2 separate regions of the Mus musculus genome follow, and region 2 is linked to region 1. A link is a contact called in public Hi-C data. All regions are on one chromosome and are shown on one strand. Each heading gives the region's core, a stretch centred on a gene start, on an enhancer-like site or on the middle of the called end of the contact. The rest is flanking DNA. Distances are from core to core; before and after follow the strand shown. Region 1 has its middle 41 kb from the start of Gm51794. Region 2 has its middle 41 kb from the start of Gm31471.

Region 1 (7,354 bases), core at 3,056-5,555:
ACTCAATGTCCAGCTTGAAGCGACACAGAAAGTTTATACATCAGTAATCTGTGGCATGGGGATGCTACTTCCAAGCCCCCAGGTCTCTCCATTAAATCCCATGCATGTGTGTGCATACAAACACACATACACACACCTGCACACATGTACACACACATGCACACAAGCATACAAGCATTCTCTCTCTCACATACACCCCTGTCTATAATTGTTTCATTTACTGTTTATTCTAGTAAGGAGTTTGTCTACTTGCAGAATCTACACCACTAGGCATATATTTACCAAATTCTCTGAACACTGTCCTAGGCCCTGTCTACTTTTTGGTAGACAATCAATAAAAATATAAATTCACATCTTTCATATTTGATTCTGCATCTGCTTTCGCCGACTTGCATATTTAATCATTCGTACATTTATTATTCAGTCCTTTGTTTTCTAGTCATTGACCCAGTCTTTACTTGGTAGCAATCCTGTACTAGGTAAATTGCGGATGTTTTATGAACCAAACACAAGACTTTATTAGTATGCAAAGCATTGAATCCTAATAGCACAGCTTATATACATTAGTTTAAAAGGATGGGATACAGCAGAACTGTCGCTTGTCTTCTTTAACTGTCTCTTGTGGTTGCCACTGACGACCAGGAGACAGGCAATTCTATCACTACTTCACAGCTTCTACAAGACACACATTTTCTCCCAGCATCCTTTGTGCATCTTCCCCTTTGGGAACACACAGCTACATACTCCATGGGGTTTTCTAGTGCCAAACGAATCTCCTTCGGAGACCCACAGGGAATGCAACTGCTTTTCTGAACTTTTCCTTTTTGATTTGAAATGTAGAGACTCTGAGAAGCAACACTTTCCCGAGCGTTGGTGAGGATGATTTTGTTGGAAACAATAGTCCATAATCAAATGTAATAATTGCTGGGGCTGGAGAGGTGGCTCTGCCACTAAGAGCACTGGTGGCTCTAGCAGAGGCTCCAGTCACTTGCCAGCACTCATGCCACTCATGAGGCAGCTTGTACCATTTCTATCTCCAGTTCCAAGGCTTCTGATTTCCTCTTTGGGCCTCTGTGAGCACCTCATGCTTGTGATATGCAAATATAAAGGCAGGCAAAGCACTCATACCCAGGATGAAAATAAATACATTTTTATAAAGATATAGTAATTCCTTCTTTAAACAAACAAGCTCATGTCATGAGTAACATCCTGCTCTGTTTGTACCTAAACATATGCAGGGGAGTCTCAAGATTTGGATGCCGGTGACCACGCATACATTTATGCCTCAAAAGGGCTGTAGTTTATTTTATTTTATTTTATTTTATTTTATTTTATTTATTTATTTTTTTTTTTGCAGAAGTTGCTATAGAGCTGTGGGTGACTGTGAACTTCTGACTTCCTAGCACCAGGACTATAGGCATGAGCCACGATGGCTCCTGGCATTACATACAACTATAGATTGAACTATTGACATGCACATTGAACACTTTATCAGCTGAACTATAGAGGTCTCACAAACCAGTGTATCCCTCAGACTTGAGTTTTTCATCCTTGAAGTGGCCAACCCTGAACACAGCAGCTGGTATCCACCCAGTCAACATGGCTGGGTGGGCAACTCTCAAATGTATCTGAATTGCATGTTGGGGTAGACCAAACTTGAGCGTGCCCATGTCCACTGGAGAAGGTGTTCTTACATAAAGCTTTGGCTGGTGCCATCATGGTATCAGGTCTGTCCTCTGCAGGGGAAGGATGTGTGTACCTTAGCCCAATATAATTAGATTCCCAAGGTCTTTCAATAAGCAGCATTTTTTTTTCTATTTTGTGCTCATCAAGTAGTCTTGTGATGATAGAAGATAGAAGTGCCTGCTGAGGCTTGGTACTTAAGAGTCATATCTTTGGATGATTCTATTTCTGATTATGAATTAATAATTTAGCTTTGTATGAGTTATTGTGATTGCTTGGCCAATGGGAGACTGCTTCTGAGAGACCAGTCATGCTGAGCCTCCAACTATACGAGACTACACTGAAGTCCACAGCAAACTGACCGAAGTAAACCTTATGTCTCCAGGGACAGATACTCTTTGGCTGTCTTCCTTATGAGGACTTTTCACCATGAATATGGTTTATTTCTATCATTAATTTTTTTGATATAGAGTCTTGCTACACAGTTCAGGCTGGCTTTGAACTCAAAATTCTCTTTATTTTTATCCTCCCTAGCTCTAGAATTACAGGCCTGCCTCACTATACCTAGAAGATTGAAACTGTTTTTACCCTCAAAGACTGTAAGTTCATTTCTAGCAGAAGCCATCTGCATTGTGCATACCTCGTACAAAGGCTCCCAAAAGGAAGGGCTCACTAAATGCTCATGGAATGTATAAATGGAATAATAGAAACTATGTGGTTCCTTTGGGGACTAGCAAGCATATAGCAAGGCAAACTGAAATTTACAAATAAATTTTAGAAAGATTTTCAGTTATTTTATGTATAAAAATATGCTTGCCTGTATGTACATACATGCACGGCATGGCCCTGAAGGCCAGAAGAGGGTACAGGATTCTTTGGAATTGGAAGGAAGGGCAGTTGTAAGTCTTGTCTTAATTGGTCAAGGTTGGTCTACTCCAAGTTGTAAGCACATGGATGCTAAGAATTTCACCTGCTCTTCTGCACGCGCAACACATCCTCTTAATCGCTGAGCTATCTCCTTAGCTCAAAATAATCTATCTATCTATCTATCTATCTATCTATCTATCTATCTATCTATCTATCCATCTATTATTTACTTACTTATTTTCATCATGGAAGTGTGTGTGGTCTCTGGAGGTCGAAGACCCTTCCTCCGTGTGTTTGTAGTCATCAGATACATTTCACACCTATGGTTGAGGCAAAGCATTTCCTTCCGTACACTTCTGCCCTTTGCTATATCTAGTATTGTTTGTTTTGTGTCAGGCAGATGATTGGTGGCATGGGAAGTCCTATGTATTCTCCAGCAGTGATGAGAAACTTCAAGTCAAGGAAAAGCTATTCCTAGGTGAAGACGTTTATCGAGGAATGTGAGAAACAACAGACGAGACTAGACTTGATGTCACTCAAGATCACTTTCAGCAGCAACAGACATCTCCTCTGTGCCTTAGAGAAGTCTTTCCAGAGGAAAATCCACGAACTGAATGACAACGACAGCAATTACAATGAAAAAACTTCTCTTTAGGGAGCTGGGGACCCTTTTCTGTTGGCAAAATGTCTGCTTAGCATGGGTACCCTGGATTTCATCTCCTCCATTGCACAAAACTGGTGTGGGGGTGCATGTTTGTAATTCCAGAACTCAAAGCAGAGGCAGGAGGATCAAAAATTTAAGTTTATCCTAGGCTGCATAGTGAACTTGAGGCCAGTCTGGGCTGCATGAGATCCTATCTCAAAATAAAAATAAAAGGACATTTGTTTGGGTAAATCTATCTGTCTGTCTATCTTTTTACTCTTATTTTGATTTAACTTCACACACACACACACACACCACACACACACACACACACACACACACACACACACATATGTATGTGTGTGTGTGTGTGAGAGAGAGAGAAGAAACAGATACACAAAGAAATAAGAACACATACACACACACACACAAAGATGTTTCAAAGCTTAATTCTTATTTCTTTCAAACTCAAAACCCAAACAACATACTCCATCCCATTGTCTTTAATATAATTTCCCATTTTCCGAAAGGAAGTTACCTCTAGTTATAAACTGTGCTGATAGTTTTGTACCTTTGTAAAAAAGACACAGTAGAGACTGCCAAGGATGTTAGCTATGGGATAATTAATTGTGGTAAATTAATAACATCGAAGTCAGCAGTGGCTTCTGTCAGAGCAACACTGGGCCAAGGTAAGAGCAACACCTCAGGGGTCCTAAGCAGAGATCATCTGCACCCTGTCTTTCGACCGTGTTTTGACTGTGGCTTGATGATAAGCAGTGTGCGCGCTCTAATGTCAAGGCCTGATTTTATTAGCGGCATCTGTAATTGAGTTGTTGTGGGCTGGTTGTTATCTTCTTTACCTCTGCACACAGCCAAGTTTGGGAGAGGATCAGCCAGGAACCGAGCTGGGAGAGAGAAGATTTACTGTTGTTTGCTTTCATAAGCGGACAGGAAGTTATCAGGCCGGCAGATTCTAAAAGTCTAACCCTCCAGAGCCGTGCATGTTTTCTCTTTACAAGCAGCTGTTTCTCTTGGGAGGGCTCCTGGCAACCAACTGAGCTGAACATGGGGTACTGGAATCTGGGTTTAAAAGAGGAATGCTGAAGGCTGAGAGACGCAGCTTGTAACACACACACACACACACACACACACACACACACACACTGTGAGCAGCTAACTGTGAGATAGTCTTTTGCCTCCTGGTCAGGCAAAGCCAGAATCCACTCTGTCAAACAGTGTGACCTTTCTTTTCTTTTGTTCTCCACATCCCCAGGGACACATGCTTAGCTGAACCTTCTGGACAGTGGTTCAGCTGTGACCCAGCTGTGGTCACCAGACAGCAGCCACCAGACACAGAACTCCAGAAAGATCATCAGCACCTATTGCAATGCCAGCGTCATCTGCAGTGTGCCCGTTGAGCATCAGTCAGCATGCTCTCCTAAAGACATTTCAGGTTGCCAGTGGCTCTTGAACATTGTCTTGCTCATTCTGTACCATAGCAAAGACCTCAAGCAGTCTCTTCACACCTAAGCACACTTGTCCAACCAATATTATTATTATAATAACCAGTAAAATAATTTCCTGACACTGCGTTTACCCATCCATTTAGCAACACAGTGTTCTGATAGGGTTATCGTGAGAGGTCATGGGAAAAGCCATGCCCTATGAGTAAAGACAGCTTCCCTGCATGGTAGAAAGTTATTCTCTAGTGTCAACAGGCTTTTTGTGGACGAGAACCAGAAAGCAGTGGGTGGTGATGTTTGGCTTGCAGGCAGTCGGAATGCTGGATCAGAGCTAGGAAGAGGGGAGGAGATGAGCTCTGAGTGGAGGGTGGCATCCATAGCCTATGCCATCCTCTGTCCTTTACCTGGCCTATCTGTAAGTGTTCCAGCCTTGTCTCAGAGAACTTTCGGGAATTCTGAGAATAGTCTTGGGTTAGCAAATGAGGAGATGGCTAGGGGGAGGCTGGGGCCTCTGAGACTGCTGTGGTTGTCACAGAAGAGGCTTCGGGTCTTAAATAAGTAATGAGTCTATGGGTCTCTCATGTGGCCTTGAGGCGAGTCTCCCTGCACAGCCCACTTTGGAAAAGTGTATTTGATTTAACTCTGATGGTCTGGCTTCCTCTCTTGTTTCTTAAACTAAGACTGCTAGTCACCTCTACATGCTTCACAGGGACTAGTTGGTGACAAATCTCAACAATGGCTATCATGACTACAGAGCTGAAGTTCAGAGCCAGCTTTCCAGCAGGATTCCAATCCTCTCAATCACATCCAATTTCAACTCTCCCATAAGATCTGCCAACTGCAACATCCTGTTTCAACAGGGTGGCCAACATATGGGGGTCATACCATTAGTAAGGCTAAAAATAACACCACTGCATACTGGGTGCCAACAGACCAGAGCACTTAGAGGTTTTACAGCATATAGCACCAGCTCATTGCCATTATTTTTCCTTTTTTTTGTTTTGAGCTGGTCAGTGGGAGGAAAAAGACAATACTAAAAACAGTGTAAAGCTGTAGATGATCTAATAGCATATTAAAGCATCCCTGGAAATTTCTACCAAAATATAGATAGGATGGACAGACAGATAGATGATAGATGATTGATAGATAGATAGACAGATCGATAGATAGATAGACAGATGATACATAGATAGATAGATAGATAGATAGATAGATAGATAGATTAATCAATCTAGATCAGAGTAAAATGCAGTATATATATATTTCAGTGGTAAACTGATAATCTAGAGGGAATATTAATCAGCTTTTGAGGCGATCCTTGAACCTGTAAATCATGCTGCCAATGATAAGAACAGTCTCTGTGAAAATCATAACAAATAATGGGGCATGAGGGACAAATGACAGGGACTTGGGACAGATGCACCTTCACATTTTATTTTACCCCGAGAAAGACTGAGAACTAGAAATCAGAGTCCTTGTTGTTTGAAGAGAGCCTTTGAAATGGCTTGGGCATGAACATGTTCCCAGGCCAATTCTGTGCTCCCAAAACAGGGAGTCCAAAGACAATCAGACTCTCAGAGACTATGTTGCCAAGAAAAAAGTAAAACGGAACTCTGCCTTTTTGGCTTCCCCAAAGAGTGCTCCCTCCAGGTTCCCACCACACTGGAGAAGTCATTCACATATTTTCCCACCCTTTCTGCCCCCTCTGAATCATAAGGACTTGATTTCAGCCAGTTACTGACAAAAGAAAAATGGTCTCTTAAAACTGAGCCGAAGACTAGATTTAGGTAAAACAGAGAAGGCTAATAAAACCATCAGGATGTAAGCTCGTCCGAGTGCAAACATGGAACACAACTGAAGAAGACTGACAGTTAATAAAACCCAAATGCTGAGAGTGAAATGAAATGAGTGTGTTTTCTATAAGGAGAAGGCTTTGGGACATAAACCAAACTTGGTTCTGAGGAGATAGCTCAATTGATAACGTGCTTGTCTCTCAAACATGAAGATTTGAGCTTCACCCCCAGAATCCATGCAAAACAAAACAACACCAACAACAAAAAACAGCTGAGCGTGCACATTTGTAATCTAAGTGTTGGAGAGGTAACACGGGGGAATCCCTCAGGCTTAGCTGCTGGCTAGTCAGCTTAGTGGTATCTGCAAGCTCCAAGCTGAGTAACAAATTGTAACTCAGCTTGGTGGGTAGTATAATGAGGAACACTATTTGAGATTGATTTCTAGACCACAGACACATACTTGTACACACACATACACACACACACACACACACACACGCACACACACATGCACAAATGCACACACATGTACACAAAAATGCACACACATACATGCACATGCATATGTGCACATGCACTTACACACAAACGCACACAAGCATGTACACACACACACACACACACACCTGCACATAAAAATGTATACATAAAACATAGTTCCCAATCTATAAAGAAGAAAGAGAAAGAAAATTATTAGAAGGTTTAATGAAGTAGCCAGTCCATACAGAAGGAACTAATGTTCTTCATCTTCAACCAAATTCTCAGCTCATGAAAGTCATACCTAAATACATATTTGACTACTTATGTGCTGATAATGGAGAGAGAGTTGTTTCCAATCGATTATTATCTAGTGCACTGGTTCTCAACCTCCCTAATGTTGCAACTATTTAATACAGTTCCTTGTG
Region 2 (7,354 bases), core at 3,120-5,619, 770 kb after region 1:
TTTATGTTAGATAATAGTCTTCCCATGAATACGTGTAAATTCTTGTTGAGTGCAATTTTTGTCGAAAATGACTCTTCTCGGTTTTTCTTAGTCCGCAGAATAATTGTTCTTGCTCTTGGAAGGCATGTTTAAGTCCTTTTCTGTGGGTTTTATTTTGGACAAGTTCAGTTTACTTGTTCTCAAAGTTACTGTTCCCCTGAGCTGCACGAACACCCTCCTGTCCCCATGAACCTCTGGAAGGCAGTTGTCTCTGTTCCTGTGTCCTGTGTTATTTCTTTTTCTTTCCAACTTTAGGAGGATCTAACTGGCAAATAAAATTGCATATATTTAAGGTTCAGAAAGTGCATACGCATGGTGAGAACATTTAAAATCTATTTCTTAGCAGATTCAAATATATAATACATCATTATTGATTGGAGTCACCATACTGCATATTTCTACAATATTGATTGCTATGATTTGAACACAAAATGTCCCACACAGGCTCCCGTCTTTTGATGTTGGCTCTCTAGCTGGTGGTGCTGTTTGGGGAGGCCATAGGAGCTCTGGGATGTCTGTCCCAACTAGTAGGAGTGGACTGCTGGAATGGGGCCTAGGTGTTTTACCAGTTCTTCCGTATGTTCTGAGCTCTCCCCTTCTTGCTTATCTCCCATCAGGGATGCTGCCATGCCGTCCTTCCTGTGATGAGACTATAAGCTATTTCCATCAGATACTCTGTCACAGTCATGGGAAAGTAACTAAGAAATTCAGTTTGCATCACTGAAACTTTGTGGGGTTTGATCAACCTTTTCCATTTCCCAACCCACCCTACACAGGCAATCACCATTCTCTTCTCTGCTCAAGTTTCAGTTTTTAATAGTTTTTTATAGTTCCACATATAAGTAAAATCAGGAAATATCTTGCCTTTCTGAGCCTGGATCATTTTACATAAAATAATGTTTTCTAAGTCCATCCTCATCCCCCATCCCCTGCCCTATGTCAGTTTTTGAGTAAAGGTCTCACTCTCTAGCTTAGTGATAACTCTCCATGTCTGAACTGTCTTTCTTTCTATGGCTGGGGAATATTTATCTCTGTGTGTTTCTTTATCTGTTTTCTCATTGGTGGATGCATAGGTTTGCTGAGGTTGAATCCAAATCTTGGTCATTATGAGGAATTTTGCATTGAAACTGGAGGTGCAGATATGTCTTTGTCATATAGTCTGTGTTGATTGCAACAATCTCCAATAATGACTGAGTTTGTGGTAGTTACATTTTTAATATTTTAAGTAACTTTTATACAGTTTTCCATGTGTGCATCAATTTATATTCTCTACATCTTTGATAACCCCTCTATCTTTAATGAATTTGAAATGATAACTCATTATAGATTTGATTTGTATCTCTGATAATAATGTTGCTAAGTTTTTTCACATGCTTGGTTATTTGTATTTCCATATATATATATTTCTGTAAGGTTTTGCTCACTTTCCATTTGGAGTCTTGGCTTTTGCTGTTCAATAGCACAGGTTCTTTACATCTTTCTGGATATCAAGTCTCTCTGTGACATGTGGCTTGCAGAATTTCTTCCATACAGTACTGTACCCCTTTACTTCTTTTGAAGATTTATATTCTGTGTACAGAAACTTTACTGCAGGATGCAATCCTATTTGTCTATTTGTTGTATTTTGCTCTCATTTCAAAATAAACTATAGCCCAGATAAATATTAACAATTTCAAGTCTTCTCATCTGGTGTATTTTTCTATCCCATGCCCCATCCCTGGTTATGTGTAGCTCTCTAATTTAATTTGGGGGTTATTTTGTATGTAGATTAATTTACAGCTTAATTACTTCTTCTTCTTCTTCTTCTTCTTCTTCTTCTTCTTCTTCTTCTTCTTCTTCTTCTTCTTCTTCTTCTTCTTCTTCTTCTTCTTCTTCTTCTTCTTCTTCCTCTTCTTCTTTTTGTTTGTTTTTTGAGACAGGGTTTCTCTGTGTAGCCCTGGCTGTCCCGGAACTCACTTTGTAGACCAGGCTGGCCTCGAACTCAGAAACCCGCCTGCTTCTTAAAGGCATGCGCCACCATGCCTGGCTCTAATTACATCTTCTACATGTGAACATTCCACCTTTCAGACTTATTTGTTGGAAAAAATTATCTTTTTCCTGTTGTATATTCTTCCTAGTACCTTTGCTGGAAATCAGTTGGCAGCAAATTGGTGAGGTAATTTCTGGGGTTTTTATTTTCTTTCATTGGCCTATGAAATAGATTGTGAATCTTTTTTTAAAAACCAGTGCCATTGAGTTATTATAGATGTTTTTGTACACACACACACACACACACACACACACACACACACACACAAACACACTTTTGTATTTGGTTATTTGAGGCAGAGCCTCATTTATGTATTCTGATGGCCTTTGAACTGGTTAATGTAGCCTGTGCTGGCCTTATCTTACTCCTGATCCTACTGCCTCTGCCTCCAAGAGCTGGAATTACAAGCATACAGCACTGTGTCCGGCTGTTCTGTTGTTGTTGTTTGTTTGTATATTTTGAAGTCATGAGTTAGTGTGATGCCTCCAGCTTCATTCTTGCTTAAGAGTGCTTTGGCTACTTAGCATCTTTAATGGTTCTACAATTTTTCTCAATTCTATTTTTAATTTAGTTCCCAAACTACTTCCAAATTAACCAATTCCTCCAGAAGGGAAGGGGAGGCTTGGAGTCTCTGGATGTAAATAAAGGGTCACACCTGCCAGAGAACAAAAAATATTGGAAGACTCTTGAGGGCCTGTGGTGGTTTGAATATGCTTGGCTCATGGAAAGCACTATTATGAGGTGTGGCCTTGTTGGAATGGGTGTGGCTTTCTTGGAGGTAGTGCATCACTTTTCGGGGTAGGCTTTGAGGGTTCCTGGTGCTCAACCTCCACTCAGTTTGGAAAAGACAGCCTCTCCTGTATCCAGTCAGATCAAGATCTAGCACCATGTCTGCCTCCCTTCCATGATGATAATGGACTTAACCTCTGAAACTGTAAGCCAGCCCCAATTAAATGTTGTCCTTTATAAGCATTTACTTGGTCATGGTGTCTCTTCACAGCAATGGAAACCAAAACTAAAACAAGGCCCAACCTTAGCAGCGTAAGAGGGAACAAACCATCACTGGGGAGAGAGACTCTGACCAGCCAAACTGTGGAACAAAGTTTGTACTGGTGAAGTTCATACTAACTGGAAGCTGCTCACAGATCCCTAACGTTGCAGTTTTTACCGTCATCACCCAGATTGGGTTGCAGCTGCTTTTGAGTTATCCCTGCTCTCTGTAAATTACTTCCTTACCCGTACTCCCACTAGTCAGCCAAATACAGTCAGCAGTTTACCAAACCACTCACTGGTGCAACTGTGACTTTGGTCTGTCATTGTTTCTCTTTCTTTGGTGAGTAAAGATAAACGTGTAATGTCTCCTATGGAAATGTCTGCGATATAAAACAGACCTCTACATATAAAATATATATTTCACATATGTGTATACACACACACACACACACACATATATATATATAGTGGTTGTGATGCCTTGATTGGGAATCTTCATGTGAACATTGAAGATCCTGTTCCCCAATTGGTTCTTGATCAATCAATAAAGATGCTAGCAGCCAATGAGCTGGGCAGAATAGGCAGGACTTCCACTTTTCCCACATACAGGCTAGCAGAAGCGGGAGAGGTGAAAAAGATTCCCTATGCTTCAGAGAAAAAAAGCCACCAGTCATGTAAGATCTCAGGTGAAGTGGGCATTGGCCATTTCCCTGACTGGGCCTCAGGTAGCAGGAGGGAGGTTAGAAACATAGCTAAGTTGAAGGTAGATTTATGGTGTTGAGCTGCGACTAAAGGTTACCGAGCAACTAACGTTGAGGACAGGTTTAGGGTGCTGAGCTGGGAGTTAAAAGAAGGGCCGAGGAAGGCTTAGAGGAGCCCAACCATTGAGGTAAAGCATATCAGAAATAAACTGGTGTGTGTGTGTGTGTGTGTGTGTGTGTGTGTGTGTGTCTTTCATCAGTGGATCCAAGGGAACCTGAGCAGGGCTGGTAGTGCAGCCCACATGTAGCTTAAAGCAGGGTAACAAAAACTACACACTACACACACACACACACACATGTATATATGTGTGTGTGTGTGTGTATATATATATATATATATATATATACACACACATATATATCCCGGTAAGTTTATTTAGTTATGTTCATATGTATTTGTGTTTAGGGTTGGATAAGCTCTGAGGAGCCTTATCTCTAGAGAAAACTTACTCTGCCTCTTGGCCTTAATTGCCTGCAGCTCTTCATCTAGTGTTGAGGCCTTGTGCGATTTCCCCATCCATGTTGGCACTTCAAATGGTGTTGTCATTGTGCAGATCTCATTTAGGTAACGATACTGTTGACATTGTTGAGTACAGCTTTCCTGTCATATATAGAAGATACTATCACACAGCAAAGTTCTTTGTCCTCTGGCTCTTATAATCTTTCTGCTTTCTGTCTCAGTATGTTCCTTGAGACTTAGGTGTAGAATTTGCATTGGAGATGTATTGGTTTTTGATGGGAAACCCACAGTCTATTGCTCCCTGCATTTTGACAAGTGGTGGATTTTTGTGGTAGCGTTTGTCAGCTGCATAAAGAAGCCTCTTTTCTGAGTTCTACATTTTTGTATGGGTAGAAAGATAAATACTCAGGAAGCATTTAGAAAAATTACACTAGTTAGGTAAGTTGCAGCATAGGCCTTCTCTAGGGTCCATGATATAATTAAGGCAAGCTTGCCTTGTTATTTTTTAAAAATACAATTGTCACAGTCCATTTCAGCTGTCAACTGATGTAACACAGAGTCCCTTGGTAAGAACAATTCTCATTTGAGGAACTGCCAGGTCACACTGGCCTGTGACCACATCTGTGATACATTGTCTTAATTGCTAATTGATGTAGGAAGGTCCCCAGCCCAGTTTGGGCAGGTGCCATACCTATCTAAGAGGGTCTGAGCTGTGTAAGAAAAACAGCTGAAGAGGGCAGAGGACAAGCTAATAGGGTGCATATCTCTATGACTTCTGCTTTAGTTCCTGCCTCTAAGTTTCTGCCTCGAACTTCTGACCCGGCTTCCCTTGATAATGACAAATAAGGCCTCTCTATCCCAAGTCAATTTTGGTCAACATTTTATCATAGGAACAAACAGAAAACTAGAACAACATTGTACCTTCCATAATGTATAGCCTTTAGAGTGGGTTTTCCAATCATTACCACTGTTTAATTTGGAAACATTTCCCAAAGGAGTCCTGAATCAAGTACCAATCACTCTGTATTACTTCTTCCATTTGCATATAGCAAACACTGATAAATAGTCAATGTGAGTTTGCTGCTTTAGATCATAATTTGTAAGTGTGATAGTGTATGACAGTTTTGTTTAATATCTTCTATTTAGTATAATATTGTCAGGTTTCACACATTGTACAAGTTCATCATTATTGCATTTTCATTGGCAAATGTTCTACTATATGAATATATCATATAATGATTGTCCTTTGTTTTTTTAGTTGAGGAGACTTTAGGTTTTTCGACTTTTTAGATACTGTGCTATCAACACTTCTACACTCCTACAAGATTTTTTTTTTTCTGTGTGTAAAAAATGTTTTCCTTCTTTATGTGCGTGTGTGTGTGTGTGTGTGTGTGTGAGAGAGAGAGAGAGAGAGAGAGAGAGAGAGAGAGAGAGAGAGAGAGAGACTTTGTAAGAATTATGTGATGGGCGTGTGGATGCCCATGAAGACCAAAAGAGGCTATCTCATCCCAGCTGATATTAAAAGCAGTTGTGGCCACCTGACACAGGTGCTGGGAACTGAACTCAGGTCCTCTGGAGGGGCAGTAAGTGCTCTTAACTGCTGAGCTGTCTCTCCAGTCTCTGAACAAGTTTTCAGTTCTCTGTGTGTGATATATGTGGAATCATTAGGTGATTGTGCCTAACGTTTTAAGGAACTCACCTTTTTTTTTTTAATTTAAATGGCCGCAGCAGTTCTAACACACCTGACATCAAATTTAAAGATCACAATTACACTTCATCCCTGCCAACTAGTCACTGTCGACTTTAAACACAAAACAAAATAAAAACCAAACTATAATCCATTTTCATGACTTTAGTCTGTTTGTCTTTTTCTAGTTTTGTAAAGTGGAATGTCATAGTGTTAGTCAAATTTTCCACGTTTGGTATGTAACATTTTAAGGATTTTCTACCTCCTGGTTTTATTTATCATTTAACTACTGAATGATAAAAAGAAACAAAAGAAGAAAGAAACATGGCGGTTCTTAGGTATAATGGAGAAGCGAGTTTATTGTAGATAAAAGGGAGAAAAGTTTAAGGAAGAAGGTGATGTGTTCCAGCCAGGAGGGCCCTGCAAGAGGTATGCACTGAGTGATGCTGAGAGAACCTGGTAGCCAGGTCTGCTTTGACATTAAGTAGGCACCTCAACCTTTTGTTGCAGGTTTGAGCTCTAATACCTTCTAGGGGTGTCCTTTTGTTTCCACTTATTTACAAATTTGGCAGATTCTATCCTTGAGGTTTGATTTCATCCTATTGTAGTTGGAAAATATCCTTTATGACTTCATTCTTCTAAATTTATCGAGGCCTTTAAAATTATTTAACATATGACCTATCTTCGAGAATGTTCCTCGTTAGTCTGGAAGCACGTGCATTATGCTAACTCTGCGTAAAATGTTCTGTGTGTATCTGCTTGTATCAAGGAACTTCCTGGATTCCTCTTTTACCATATCTTGCTGTTCTACCCAGTACTCAAAGTTGGTATAACGTCTTCTGTGGTTACTGTTGAATTGGCTTATTTCTCCCTGAAGGCTTCTACTTGCTTTACAAAACCAACCAATCAAAATTCAACTCCAACATTTTAGTCACAGAAAAACTTGTAGAATGGTCTCTAACGAGTTCAAAACCATAGATTCTCCTCAACTAAAGACTGGATAAGCATCCTGTGATATGTTGAGGCAGTGAGACAGTTGCTAATTAAAACAGAATAATGATAAGTTGTGCATAATGTGCAAACCTTGACAACAATATTATGCCAAAAAATAAAATGCTAAGGAAAAACAAACGAACAAAGCAAAATGAACAGTAATAACAACACAAAACCAGGAGCCCAGGGCACCAAAGCAAGGGGATCAGTATCGGGAAGAACAGCGAGAGAGTTCTTTGCATTTCTGGAATCCCAGCACTGGAGAGGCTGGGGCTGGACGATCAGCATTTTGAGGATACTCAGAGAAATATTTTTTTCAAGAATGCTAACTGTCACAAGCACTTTATCAAGGCACCTCCTCCTCCTGGTCTTCTGATTACCTCTCACCTCCT

The links. Hi-C and Micro-C count contacts between places; a contact is called where the count stands out from the background.
Region 2: a contact with region 1 is called in a Hi-C map of the N1E-115 cell line, with 7 times the contacts expected there. The contact joins two enhancer-like sites. A contact is called at or near these places in 3 of 484 Hi-C or Micro-C datasets (the N1E-115 cell line, cortical neurons and nephron progenitors).

What each region holds. Positions count from the first base shown.
Region 1 is chr10:8,964,291-8,971,644 of GRCm38.p6, forward strand. No RefSeq gene overlaps it. Among named protein-coding and RNA genes, the nearest start is that of Gm51794, 41 kb to the right of the region's middle. Within about 2 kb of position 4,306, at least 56 of the 459 cell types and tissues checked have an H3K27ac peak or open chromatin away from gene starts, as enhancers often do. A contact at or near this core is called in the N1E-115 cell line, where this site is marked.
Region 2 is chr10:9,736,077-9,743,430 of GRCm38.p6, forward strand. No RefSeq gene overlaps it. Among named protein-coding and RNA genes, the nearest start is that of Gm31471, 41 kb to the left of the region's middle. Within about 2 kb of position 4,370, at least 2 of the 459 cell types and tissues checked have an H3K27ac peak or open chromatin away from gene starts, as enhancers often do. A contact at or near this core is called in the N1E-115 cell line, where this site is marked.